2 separate regions of the Mustela erminea genome follow, and region 1 is linked to region 2. Evidence: chromatin contacts called from public Hi-C data. All regions are on one chromosome and are shown on one strand. The core of a region is the stretch at or near the end of the contact, and the rest is flanking DNA. Distances in the headings are between cores, read along the strand shown.

Region 1 (6,069 bases), core at 2,908-5,407, 68 kb after region 2:
TCTAATGCTAGTGAGGGGTAGGGTCAGGACTCCGGCTGGCTCCCGACTGTGTGTTCATACCCCTTTTCTCCCACTCCCACCACCGTGGCTCAGGCCTGTGAACTGGATGTGGGTGCTAGAGAGAAGGATGGTCAAAGTTCATCATTCTAGAACCTGGCACACTAATCTTTCCATTTGACCTCAAATGCAGAGATAGTGGTATCATTACTAATGCTTACTCTAATAGAAAAGACAATATTCAATATTTATAGCAAGCCGATGCCATTTATTTAAGCAGATGCAATCCCTGACGTGCGGGTTATCTATCTGTTGCAATACCACATGCAGAGAAATGATGGGTATTCCTGCACCGAACCTTCATGAATCTTTCTGTGCTCTCATCCCATACTGCTCATAACTCACTCAACCTTTTTCTTTCTGAATCGTAATAAAATGTCTTCACTATAATGTGTCATCTTTACCTGCAATTAAAACAGAATAAGGATAGATGAGTCAAACGGTACATTTTCATTCTTTTCCAGTCCTCATCTCTGTGAGCTCTGGAATAAAATAACAAAAATGACAAGAGAGAGTTGAAATATGTCTGTGGATTGATTTCTGTGTCCTATTTCTAAAGCAAGCAAGCAAGTGTTCATATTAAAGTAGATTTCCTTTCCGAAAATGTACAACTTCTTAAAAGACTCTAAGTTATTGACATACAATTGCTTATAAGTGTAAAATTATTTTAAAAGTAAAAAAAGACTTCCCATTTAGAAATTTCCTTGGCTATTCCTTCAAAGTCTTATTTATTCTCCCTGAAAGCACTCAGCAAACCACGAATGCAATAAAGAGCAAATGTCCTAAATGCAAGACGGAATCAGGGCGATAGCTATTAGTCTGGGATACGTGATATATTGACTCGATGTATAATGTAAGCTATTTGTTTTCTTTATTTACAATCACTTAGGTCTAATTGCTTTAGAAGATAAAAGGTAATTTTTGATTTATGCAGAAAACCTGGGGGAATAGCTTCTGAGCATTTTAACCTGGCGGAGGGAGAGTAAAAGAGAATTTTTTTTTTCCAAAAGATTTTATGTATTTATTTATTTGTCAGAGAGAGAGAGAGAGAAAGCATAAGCAGGCAGAGGCAGAGAGAGAAGCAGGCTCCCTGCTGAGCAAGGAACCCCACATGGGACTCGATCCCAGGATCCTAGGATCATGACCTGAGCTGAAGGCAGCAGCTTAACCGACTGAGCCACCCAGGCATCCCAAGGGTGAGAGAATCTGAAGCAGGCTCCACACCTAACCCAGAGCCAGTGTGGGACTGGATCTCAGGACTCTGATACCACAATCTGGGCTGAAATCAAGAGTTGGGTGCTTAACAGACTGAGCCACCCAGGGGGCCCGGAACATTTTAAAAGATATTCACAGCTAGGCTCTGAGTGCCTCCTGGAAGAAGTTCCACCCCGTGTGACAGTGTCTCTCCAGTTATTACATTGTCATTGCTGCCCTGTTCCATATGGGATCATAGCTATTGCTGCTGCTTTCCAGGGGGTGAGGCCCTGTGCTATGGCACTGACCCTACTCAGCGGGCCGGACGGTGGGACGCAGAGCCTTCTCCAGGAGGGTGGGGGAAATGCAGCTGGCTCACTTGGGGGCCTGGGCTCTCTGTTCCAGCTTCTCCCACTTAGAGCCATGCTCAGCATATCATGACGGAAACCAGTAGTCCTTGGGCCCCATGTGAAGGTGTGTTAACTTCTTCCTCCCGCCTGTCAGCTTGGCTCTGAGCTTGATAATGATGACTCAGAGGCATTTGGTTCCCTGTCGTGGAGAGCAGGTGATGCTTCTGGTTACGCACAGGTGCTCTTCCTGGAGCAGTGGCCTCCTGCTGCCTCTGAGCCTCTCGGGCCCTCCCCCGTCCTGGGGTTCAGTGCCCTGGGTTGGGGGGAGACGCCAAGCCCTTAGCTGGTACTACTGGGGAAAACCTGCTCACAGAGACTCTGCTGCCCGTGTCTACTGAGTCCTCTGCGTCGGCTTGCTGGGAAATCTTTACGGATCATTTTGGAGATGCTTTACGGGGACAGAGCGTCCCAGGCCCTCCTCCTCCTCTTCACCACCATCATCTTCATTAAGTGCCCAATCCTGGGTGATTTTTTGTTTGATACTGAATCAAAAATTAAACAGCCTAGGTTTCCTCTGCGTAGGATTATAACTTAGGGTAAACACCATCGCCAAAGGGACGGGCACAAATTTATAAATATGACAGAGGAAACAAACTTGGTAGCAGCCAGCATGGGTGGACCCCGACTGGCATATCAGAAGGAGATCTGTAGGTGACACGCGGCTCTCAGGGAAAAGGAAGTAGTTTGCCTTTCTCGGGTTAGTATTTCATGGGGACAGGGACAGCAGAGCTCCCCTTTGCTGAGTCTCAGTGGTCAAAGAGAGTGTGGGGGTGGAGGGTGTTCCAGGGTTCTCTGTGCTCAGCTTTATGGAGCGGGGTCATGAGGTGACTGAGTTCCGGCCGCTGGTACTGGAGGTGGGTGGAGGGAGCCACGGCTGGGAATGAAACCAGCTTCGGACTCAAACCTGTGTTGGAATCACAGCCCTGGGACCAGCTGTAAGATCTGAGGCAGATCATGCAACCGGTAATTCTCAGCCTCATTTTATTTGTCTGTAAAATGGGAATAATAACATCTCCTTTGCCTGATGTATCTGAGATCCCTGGCCTGTAGCACAAAGAGCAGTCTCTGCTATCTTGGTACATTCTGTGTACCAAGGCAATAACGACATCCGGAGGACCCACAAGAAAAATTCTGGAGTATTGGATTTCACCGTGAATCTGCATTTCTTATGAGGTGGCATGGCCCTGAGTTAAAATTCTAGGTTTTTGTGCTATAAGAAGATCCACAGGGGCCCCTGGGTGGCTCAGTGGGTTAAGCCTCTGCCTTTGGCTCAGGTCATGATCTCAGGGTCTCTGCTCGGCAGGGAGCCTGCTTCCCTCCCCCTTTCTCTGCCTCCCTCTCTGTCTACTTGTGATCTCTGTCAAATAAATAAATAAAATCTTAAAAAAGAAAAAGATCCACAATCTAAAGAAGATGAAACTTTTTTTTTTTTTCTTTTAAAAGCTCTCGAAACCCTGTAAGGAGAGGCAAAGAAATCGACCTTATTTCACACTAGCTTTTCTGGACAGCGGCTTTGGAGATGGTGGGTGACATAGGGATCTAAGCTGCGGGTGAGCTTCAGCTCTCAGCCCTGTGTCTCTGTATGCTGCCTGCTAATGCTAAGCCACAGCTTCCTTTTTTCTAAGTTTCCACATGTTTCCTCTGTAGCTGCAAGGCTGTCCAGGCTGCAAGAAGGAGACCCTGGGGTCCAGACATGGGCTGAGCTCTGTCCTGGCCCCACTCCATTCCAACTGGGCACGAGGAGATGAGGACATGTCTTCGGAGTAGAACAGATGAAAAGCGCACAATTTCTGATTCCGAAGACCCTGGAGCTAGAGGTTCTCAGATGTTCCTGCTCCGTGATCCTCTTCCTTTTTCTTCTTACCCGGCACACAAGAGAACTGTGAGGAGTAGTGGGCAGAGAGGGCCCAGGAGACCTGAGTTTGAGTTCTGTGTAATCTTGGGTTCCCACGACTCACTCTGAGCTAGGGCTTCTAGCAGTAAATGACCAAAGCAGACAGAGGTCCTTCCAAGTTGCAATTCCTGGGGCCTTAAACTTCAAGGGCTTGCAGAACCTTCCCTGCAACACCACCTTCCCTTCTGCCCGCCCCGCAGTGGCCCACATGCCCAGCGCTCTGTTTCTCGTGTCTCTGCTGCTCTGTCTGCGCCAGAGCCTGGCTCTTTGCCACCTACCTTCTGGGTGGAGTGGAGGGTGCTGAGGGCTTGTGTTTAGAAGGGAAGTGAGAGAAGTCTGAGCCTGCTGCAAGCCTGGGTCGCTTGGGGAGGGTCGGGAGGGTGAGGTGGCTCAAAGTTTGTGTTCATTTCTGTTTGCCTGGTGGAAATGGAGACTGGGGTGCTGGGAGCCAGAGACGATCCAATAAACACGATTTGTGGGGCTCTACTCCCTGAGCATTTCACTTCTCTGCTTCAGGATTTTTGCCTGAAACCTTTCAACACCGAGCTCTTAGCTAAAGCTTGGCACTGTTCCTCAGCCGCTGGCCTTCCTGTCCAACTGGCCGGGCTGCCAAAAGCGGCTCATTGTGTTTTGGGGCAGTGGGGTTTAGTAAGACCTATGATCTCATTCTTACATTTTTCTCCTCACAGCCCACACTGGAACTACAAATCTCAAGCCCGACATGGAGCTGAAGAAGCTGAAATGACAGCGGGGTCCACACTGGGGAAACTAAGGAGGGGTATTAAGAGAGATGTTATAAGAAACATCAGTGTGACCCCTCCATTATCTGGGTATTCCAGAGGAAACCTCCAGAATGGCCCACTCCCCAAACATAGAAACATCTAAAGCTAGTGAGATTTCGTGACCCGTAGTATTCTCTGCTTGGTGCCTGGTGATATGCTCAGTGGAGGTAAAAATGCAAAGTATGGCCTGGAAAGAATTTTTTTTTTTTTTAACGGTTTTTAGAAGTGACTGCCATCCATAGCACTCCGCACGTGAAGCGGCAGATGGAGTTGCACGCGCCCCCGGGGAGGGAGGATGTGTGCCGCGAGTTCTTTCTGACTCCAGTGTGCTTCTTACTAAGACACAGGAAGGCTCGCGCCATTCGATGCCTCGGCTCATCGCTGCTCAAGACTCAATTCAGCCCAAATTACTCTTGTTGGAGAAGTGAACTTGGATGGTTCCTTTAACGAGGCAGGAAGGGGAAATTCCATCTTCTGCCTGAGCTCCGCGCAGCCTGCCCGAAGGCTGAGGGGTCCGGATGCCGAGCCGGTGACCGACTTGGATCCAGGAGCAGCGGAGTCAGCAGATCTGAAGGCTCTGGCTCGCTCTGAAGCAGATGCCGTTAAAGCAGAACAGAATCTCCTCCAAACAGGCTGCCACCCCAGCTCACATGGCCACCATCTGCTGTAGCAGTGTCCCCACTGTGCTGTGCTCCCAGTTTCTTCTGGTTACCTTCCCAGGCAAGGGGTGCTGCCTGGTTGGGCAGGCTGTAAGCTAGAAATAATGGCTTTAGCTCCCTGACTCAAGCCAGGAGCAGACCTCTCTACTGTGGAGTCGGGCCAGCGCCGGGAGAAGTTGGTGGTGGCCCCATCTGCTTCCTCCCTCTCACCAGTTCCCTCCCTCCGGTCCCCGGCCGTTCTTTCTCCAGGCCTCTGGGGCTCTCTCTTGCTTGGCAGCTACATCTGGTGGGCCGGCTTGGAGCATTGAGCTTCTGCCTCCCAGCTCAGTGCGATATGCAGTTTGACAGAGAGCCCCAGGAAGAAACAGAGCTGATTCCAGAGGAATGGACTTGTGAATGGTGCCTGGGCACGTGCCCAGCTTGTTGGCTCCCAGGCCAGGGAGATACTATTGCCGAAGGTGGCCTTTGGAGTGTCCGTCCTCTGAATTAGACCATCTAGGTCATTGGCTACGTTTTTGGGAGTAGGACTGGCACTGACACAAATTAATTTCTAATTCTGCCCTCCGAGTAGCGGAACCCAAGATCTGGGACTGTTGGCATTTAGTAGGCTGCCCTGGGGGCGATTTCTTCAGCCATTTGTGCCACTTCTTTTAGCAAAGGGTTTGGACCTGGTCCTAACTGTAGGGCTTTGGGTGTCTTACAGAGCTAAAACAAAATATCATGGACTATGTAGCTTAAACAACAAATGTTTATCTCTCATAGTTTTGGAGGCCGGGAATCTGAGATGCTGCTGCTGGCTGATCTGGTTCCTGGTGGGAGGTCGTGGATGCTGGCCTCCTTCTGGCCATCAGAGGGTGAGGGGGAGGTTGAGAACCCAGGTACTCCGAATTCTAGTCCATTGTTATTTCAGCAACGTTCTTGTGTCGCAGGTACCAGTTGTTCTTTTAGTTACAATGTCTCCTCCTCCAGACTTCCTTTGGCAAGAAATCTGTGCTTCTGAAGTCAATTTAATAATAAGGATATCTGTCCTCCAATGGAATTTGAAACCTAAGGACTTACAGATGACACCATCA
Region 2 (5,845 bases), core at 3,061-5,560:
TAAGTATAAAAGTCACATCGTAGTGATGTTGGGGTTTCTTTCATTTTCTAGGCCATGTCCTAGACGTTGGCCATGTCCCTCATTTAACATTTTCTCTCTCTTTTTTAAGGATGAGATGTTGGTGTATATTGTACTGAGTGTTTATTAAGACTCTTCTGTACCCGGCTTTACTTCAAGTTCAGTATCCAGGTCTTTCCTTTTTCTGAAAGAAACATGTCATTGAATTTTAAAGGCTGCACACGGAAGGGACTCACACACTTTGGGAGGATGATAAATGAGCAAAACATTTGTTTGGGATAATTTCCGATTCTATCTCTTCTCCCCTCTCCTCACAGCATTCATTTCAGTGTTTTTTTGCGATTCACTTATTCCTCCACTATTTATTGGGAAGGCTTGTCAGGCACCCTGACAGGCAGTGGGAAATCGTGGTTTTGACATTTGAATGGTGTTTTATAGTTTATTGATCGTTTATGTTAAATTCATTCAATCCTCCGAGGCACTCACTTCATTTCGCTCAGCTCTTCTTCCCCTTTTAACTTCGTACTTCTCATAACCATCCTTATTTCCTTGCTCAGACCTTTAGTGTGCAGAATATTTGCCAGGTTCATGGGGGGCACAGTAGGGAGGAAGCTGACTGGAGGAGAAGGTGGTACGTGGAGGGGAGATGGAAATCGGATGAGAATGTAGATCAGAGATGTTTTCAGTACCTTACACTGTAGGGTGAAAGGAAAAAGCACTCTTATTTAGGAAAGTCCAAAGAGTCACTTGCAGAGGAAAAGTGAGCATCCCTCTCCCATCACCAGAAACTGGACTGAGACCAGACCCAGCGCTCGCGATCTCCCAACTCCTCCCTTACCTTAAGCATATTTAACATACACAAGAAGCCAGAGTGAAGGCCCTCCTTTCGCTCATAAACACGCAGGCCCTTAAGTCCCAGCTTTTAAGTTCCCCAATCACACTTCCTCTTGAATTTCATGATACTAACCAACAGACAAGAAATAGAACATACCAAATTGACCAGAAAATATTCCTTCAGTCTCAGATCACCTGTGCCATTCATTATCATGCACAGCCTAGACTTCTGTAAGGAAATCCCAGTGTCTTCCTGTGGTAGACTTGCTTGTGGTAGATGAATGGGTTATGTCCGCCGAAGAGACCAAAGGTAGCATGCCGCTGCTGTGCAGGCAAGCAGTATCTCTCACGATTGAGCTGATACTCATCTCTTCAAGGGTACTTTGAAGATTCACAAGATACAAGCAGATGATAACCATAGATAAACTTCTACTGTGAACCGTACCAAACTCATTCCTTACCTAGATGCCTTTAACTAGCTTTGCCCTCTGCCTTGAATGCTCTGCCTCCAGAGCTTCCCACGGTTCTCTCTCTCTTGTTATTCAGCTCAAATGTCACTTTCATGGAGAGGCCCTCCCCGCCAGTCTATACAAAGTAGAGGGGCTGACAGTGAAGATACTATCTCTTTTCACAATTGTATTCATGACATTTATCTCTACCTAAAGTGAACTTACCTATCTATATACTTATTATCTCTCATCCTCACCATACTGTTGTAAGCTTCGAGAAGGCAGAGATTGTTTTTTAACAAGCTACCTGGAACACAGTAGAGGGCCCTTAATGTATATTGGTCAAATGAGCCAGTGAGCAGCAGATACTCCTTGAATGACTATTATATACCACTCCTGTTCTAGGCACTGGGGATGTGGTTATGAATCAAGACTCTCTGTTTGCATTCTAATTCAGGGAAACAAAACAGAGAAGGGGAAGCTGCTTGGGTGGGGCTGTGCTGTATTAAATAAAGTGATCAAGGGAAGGTCTGGCTATAGAGTTTTGAAGAAGGTGAGGAGGTAGGCCCCTGAATAAGGTGAGGAAGATAAGGCGGGGGAGGGTATATCTTTTAGCAAAGGGGATAGGAAGTGCAAAGGTCCTGAGCAAATGGGGGTGGGGGCTAAGGTGGCTAAAGCCGGCAAGCTCCTGGTGAAGTGGCAGCAGATGGGTGGAGAGGTGCTAGGGGGCAGCTCCAATCCTGTAGTCTTTTTTTTTTTTTTTTTTGAAGATTTTATTTATTTATTTGACAGAGAGAGATCACAAGCAGGCAGAGAGGCAGGCAGAGAGTGAGGAAGGGAAGGAGGCTCCCCACCGAGCAGGGAGCCCGATATGAGAGTCGATCCCAGGACCCTGAGATCATGACCTGAGCCAAAGGCAGAGGCTTTAACCCACTGAGCCACCCAGGTGCCTTGAATCCTGTAGAGTCTTGTAGGCCAATGAAAGGAATTTGGTTTTTATTCTTTTGTCAAGTGGGAAGCCACTGGGAGGCTTTGGGCACAGAGACATGATCTGATTTAGGTTATAATAGGATCCCTCCTTTTGTTCTGGTGATAAAATATTAAATAAAAATATAAATATTTTAGGGGGCAAGGGGGGGTGCAGTTAGCAGACCAATGCAATAATCCAGGTAAGAGATGATGGGTGGCTTGGTCCAGGGTGGTGATTATGGGCAAGGGAGGACTTGTTGGTAGTCTGGATGTATTTTAAGGTGGAACTGAAAGGATCTGCTGGTACAGTGAACAAAGTAATGATACAAAAATATATATAGAAAGAAGGCCTTTCTGGGGTTTATAGAAAAGAGACTGCTTTTGTCAGTCTTGTGACGCTGATATACCAAATAGTAGCACAACCATCTAGAAATTCAGCTTCGGAACTTGGAACTTTTTGTGTCATCTATTATTTATCCGAAAGAACAAACAAAAAAGAGCAGTCAAATATATTCAGTATCAAAATCTGTACTTGCAATTAAGTGAGCTAGTTTGGGGCTGGATCCTATTTCAGCACTCTGACATGAATGAGATAATTGTTCAACAGACATAAACATTTCAAAGTAAAAAATGACACTTATCCGTGAGAAGACTGTAAAGTTCATTGGGTAGTTACAACACGGGAAAACATTATTATGGAGAACAAAGATCTGCCCTGATTTATCCTGACTGACGGTATGTACTTCAAACTGATCTGACAACCGCTCGGACTTCTGACCCTTTGCCTGCTGGGCTGCGCGGAAAGCACTTTGGATCTTATGTCAACCTTGCATTCTTCGCTATAGGGCCTTGGCAAAGAGCGGTGCAGAACTATTCATGGACATGGGGATTTCTTAAGATCCTCCCTCCGCCCTCTCTTCTGTTCTCGTTCTTCAGTGCTCAGTAGCGCTCTTATTTTCCGAAGTCAGGATCAGATCATCACCAACATGAAATTTCTGAATGTGTTGGGCCTGGCTGGGCTGGCACGTGGATGGAGCAATCCAGCGGGCTGCTCGGCCTTGCGAAGCCAGGGAAGGGTTGGCGAGGTGCGGCAGAAGGAGTCCTCTGGGCTGCAGCGCGCCGGGTGAATGCGGGGAGGGAGGATTCAGGGCACCAGGATCCCAGAGGGGCCTCCACAAGTCCAGAGGCCCTGAGACTTAGAGGCAACCTTCAGAGGACCGCCTGGAAGGACGGCGGTGCATGTGCCCTTTGAGAGGAGAAACACGCAGGGGCGGAAAGGTGGTTTTCCCAAATGACGTTAGATCTGCAAAACCTGCTTATTTTACCGCGAGATTCAGCGAAGGCTGAAGGGGACCGGGAGGCTCAGTGGTTCCTTCGGCCTCACCACACGCCGGCAGCCTGGCCTCGAAGGCGCCACGGGAGAAGGCCGCGACCTCCGCCCTCGGCAACGCGCCACCAAGTCACTCCTGCAGCGCACCCGACTTCTCCGGGAGCCACAGCAGCTCATTTCCTCCCACCTTGAGGTCTCTCAGCCAGAGTTTGCCTCCTCACCCATGGAAGAAACTGTCGGAGAGAGTTCGACGGCTGGAGCGCGAGGTTAGTTTTCTGTTCCTCGGCTTTTCCGAGACTACTCGTTAACGCCCGTAGTATCTGGCTGCCTCGGGCCTGGGGCGGCCCCTTCGTCCCTCCAGCTTTCTGGCCTCTCTTGAGAACTTTCGGGAACACAACATCCGACTAGGGCAGCGCCACAGCTCCGAGGTTTAAAGTGGCCAGTTCCGGAGGCGGCCGGGCCGGGGCGGCCACGCACTGGGACTGCCCGGGCGGGGGGAGCCGGAAAGTTCACGTCCTCCTCCCAGGCGGGGTTAGGAGGGCAGAGGGCGCCGCGACTGCCCCTCCGAAGGAAGCTGGTCCTCCGGAGCGGCCGGTCCCAAGCTCCATCCGTTTTGCAGGGGAACAAAGTTGGGCGGGAGCGCGAAGGGCTGGAGCGCGGGCCCGGCGAGGTGGAGGTGGGGCGGCGGGGGAGTCGGGTCGTCCCCGACGCGCGCGAGCCGGGGTGGAGCCAGCAGCCGGGCGCGGCGTCAGCGTTTAGGATGCAAATCGATTCCTGGCTCCGCCGGCGCCCCCTCCCGCCCGGGGGAGCAAGGCTCCGCCGCTCCACCGCCGCCCACGCCTCCTGCGCGCCGCGGCGCCGGAGCGGGCGGCTCTACTTAAGCCGCGCGCCGGCCGAGACCCGGCACTCGCCTGGAGCGCGCGGGTGAGGCGGGCCGAGCGCACCGCGGTCCTCGGGGGCGCACAGCAGCGCGCTTGCACCGCTGGGCTCTGCGCGGCTCCCGGCGGCTGCGGCGGCGGTGGCGGCCGGAGCGCAGGGCTGAGCCAGAGTCCGGCAAAGGCGGCGGCGGCTTCGGTGCGCGGCCCCGCTCCCTGCCATCACCCCGGACCGGCCCCCTCTTTGCCATGGCTCTAGCGGACAGCACACGTGGATTACCCAACGGGGGCGGCGGCGGGGGCGGCAGCGGCTCCTCGTCCTCCTCGGCGGAGCCGCCGCTCTTCCCCGATATCGTGGAGCTGAACGTGGGGGGCCAGGTGTATGTGACCCGGCGCTGCACCGTGGTGTCGGTGCCCGACTCGCTGCTCTGGCGCATGTTCACGCAGCAGCAGCCGCAGGAGCTGGCCCGGGACAGCAAAGGCCGCTTCTTTCTTGACCGAGACGGCTTCCTCTTCCGCTACATCCTGGATTACCTGCGGGACTTGCAGCTCGTGCTGCCCGACTATTTCCCCGAGCGCAGCCGGCTGCAGCGCGAGGCCGAGTACTTCGAGCTGCCCGAGCTCGTGCGCCGCCTCGGGGCGCCCCAGCAGCCCGGCCCCGGGCCGCCGCCTCCGCACTCGCGGCGCGGAGTGCAGAAGGAGGGCTCGCTGGGCGACGAGCTGCTGCCGCTCGGCTACGCGGAGCCCGAGCAGCAGGAGGGCTCGTCTGCCGGGGCGCCGTCGCCCACGCTGGAGCTGGCTAGCCGCAGCCCGTCCGGGGGTGCGGCCGGCCCGCTGCTCACGCCGTCCCAGTCGCTGGACGGCAGCCGGCGCTCGGGCTACATCACCATCGGCTACCGCGGCTCCTACACCATCGGGCGGGACGCGCAGGCAGACGCCAAGTTCCGGCGAGTGGCACGCATCACGGTGTGCGGCAAGACGTCGCTGGCCAAGGAGGTGTTCGGCGACACCCTGAATGAGAGCCGGGACCCGGACCGGCCTCCCGAGCGCTACACTTCGCGCTATTACCTCAAGTTCAACTTCCTGGAGCAGGCCTTCGACAAGCTGTCCGAGTCGGGCTTCCACATGGTGGCGTGCAGTTCCACGGGCACCTGCGCCTTCGCCAGCAGCACCGACCAGAGCGAGGACAAGATCTGGACCAGCTACACGGAGTACGTCTTCTGCCGGGAGTGAGCTCCCCAGACCCCCTCGCGACTCCAGCGCTCCCATCCCCCACCTTCCTGCTCCTACCCCACGCCTTTCCATGCCCCTGTCTCCCACCTTTAGTAGCTGGGCCAGGCCCACTTACGCCCCACTTGAGAACCTGCAGC

The links. Hi-C and Micro-C count contacts between places; a contact is called where the count stands out from the background.
Region 1: a Hi-C map of fibroblasts shows a contact between it and region 2, with 3 times the contacts expected there. The contact joins the enhancer-like site here to the promoter of KCTD12 in region 2. A contact is called at or near these places in 2 of 3 Hi-C or Micro-C datasets (fibroblasts and spleen).

What each region holds. Positions count from the first base shown.
Region 1 is chr15:30,799,919-30,805,987 of mMusErm1.Pri, forward strand. LOC116573981 (a long non-coding RNA gene) reads left to right here. Exons shown (of 4, transcript XR_004279088.1): 4 at 4,245-6,069. Among named protein-coding and RNA genes, the nearest start is that of KCTD12, 67 kb to the left of the region's middle. Within about 2 kb of position 4,158, the one cell type or tissue checked has open chromatin away from gene starts, as enhancers often do. A contact at or near this core is called in fibroblasts, where this site is marked.
Region 2 is chr15:30,731,446-30,737,290 of mMusErm1.Pri, forward strand. KCTD12 (BTB/POZ domain-containing protein KCTD12) reads left to right here and starts at 4,311. Exons shown (of 1, transcript XM_032314458.1): 1 at 4,311-5,845. The coding sequence starts at 4,725. The coding sequence ends at 5,708. LOC116573981 (a long non-coding RNA gene) reads left to right here and starts at 3,674. Exons shown (of 4, transcript XR_004279088.1): 1 at 3,674-3,866.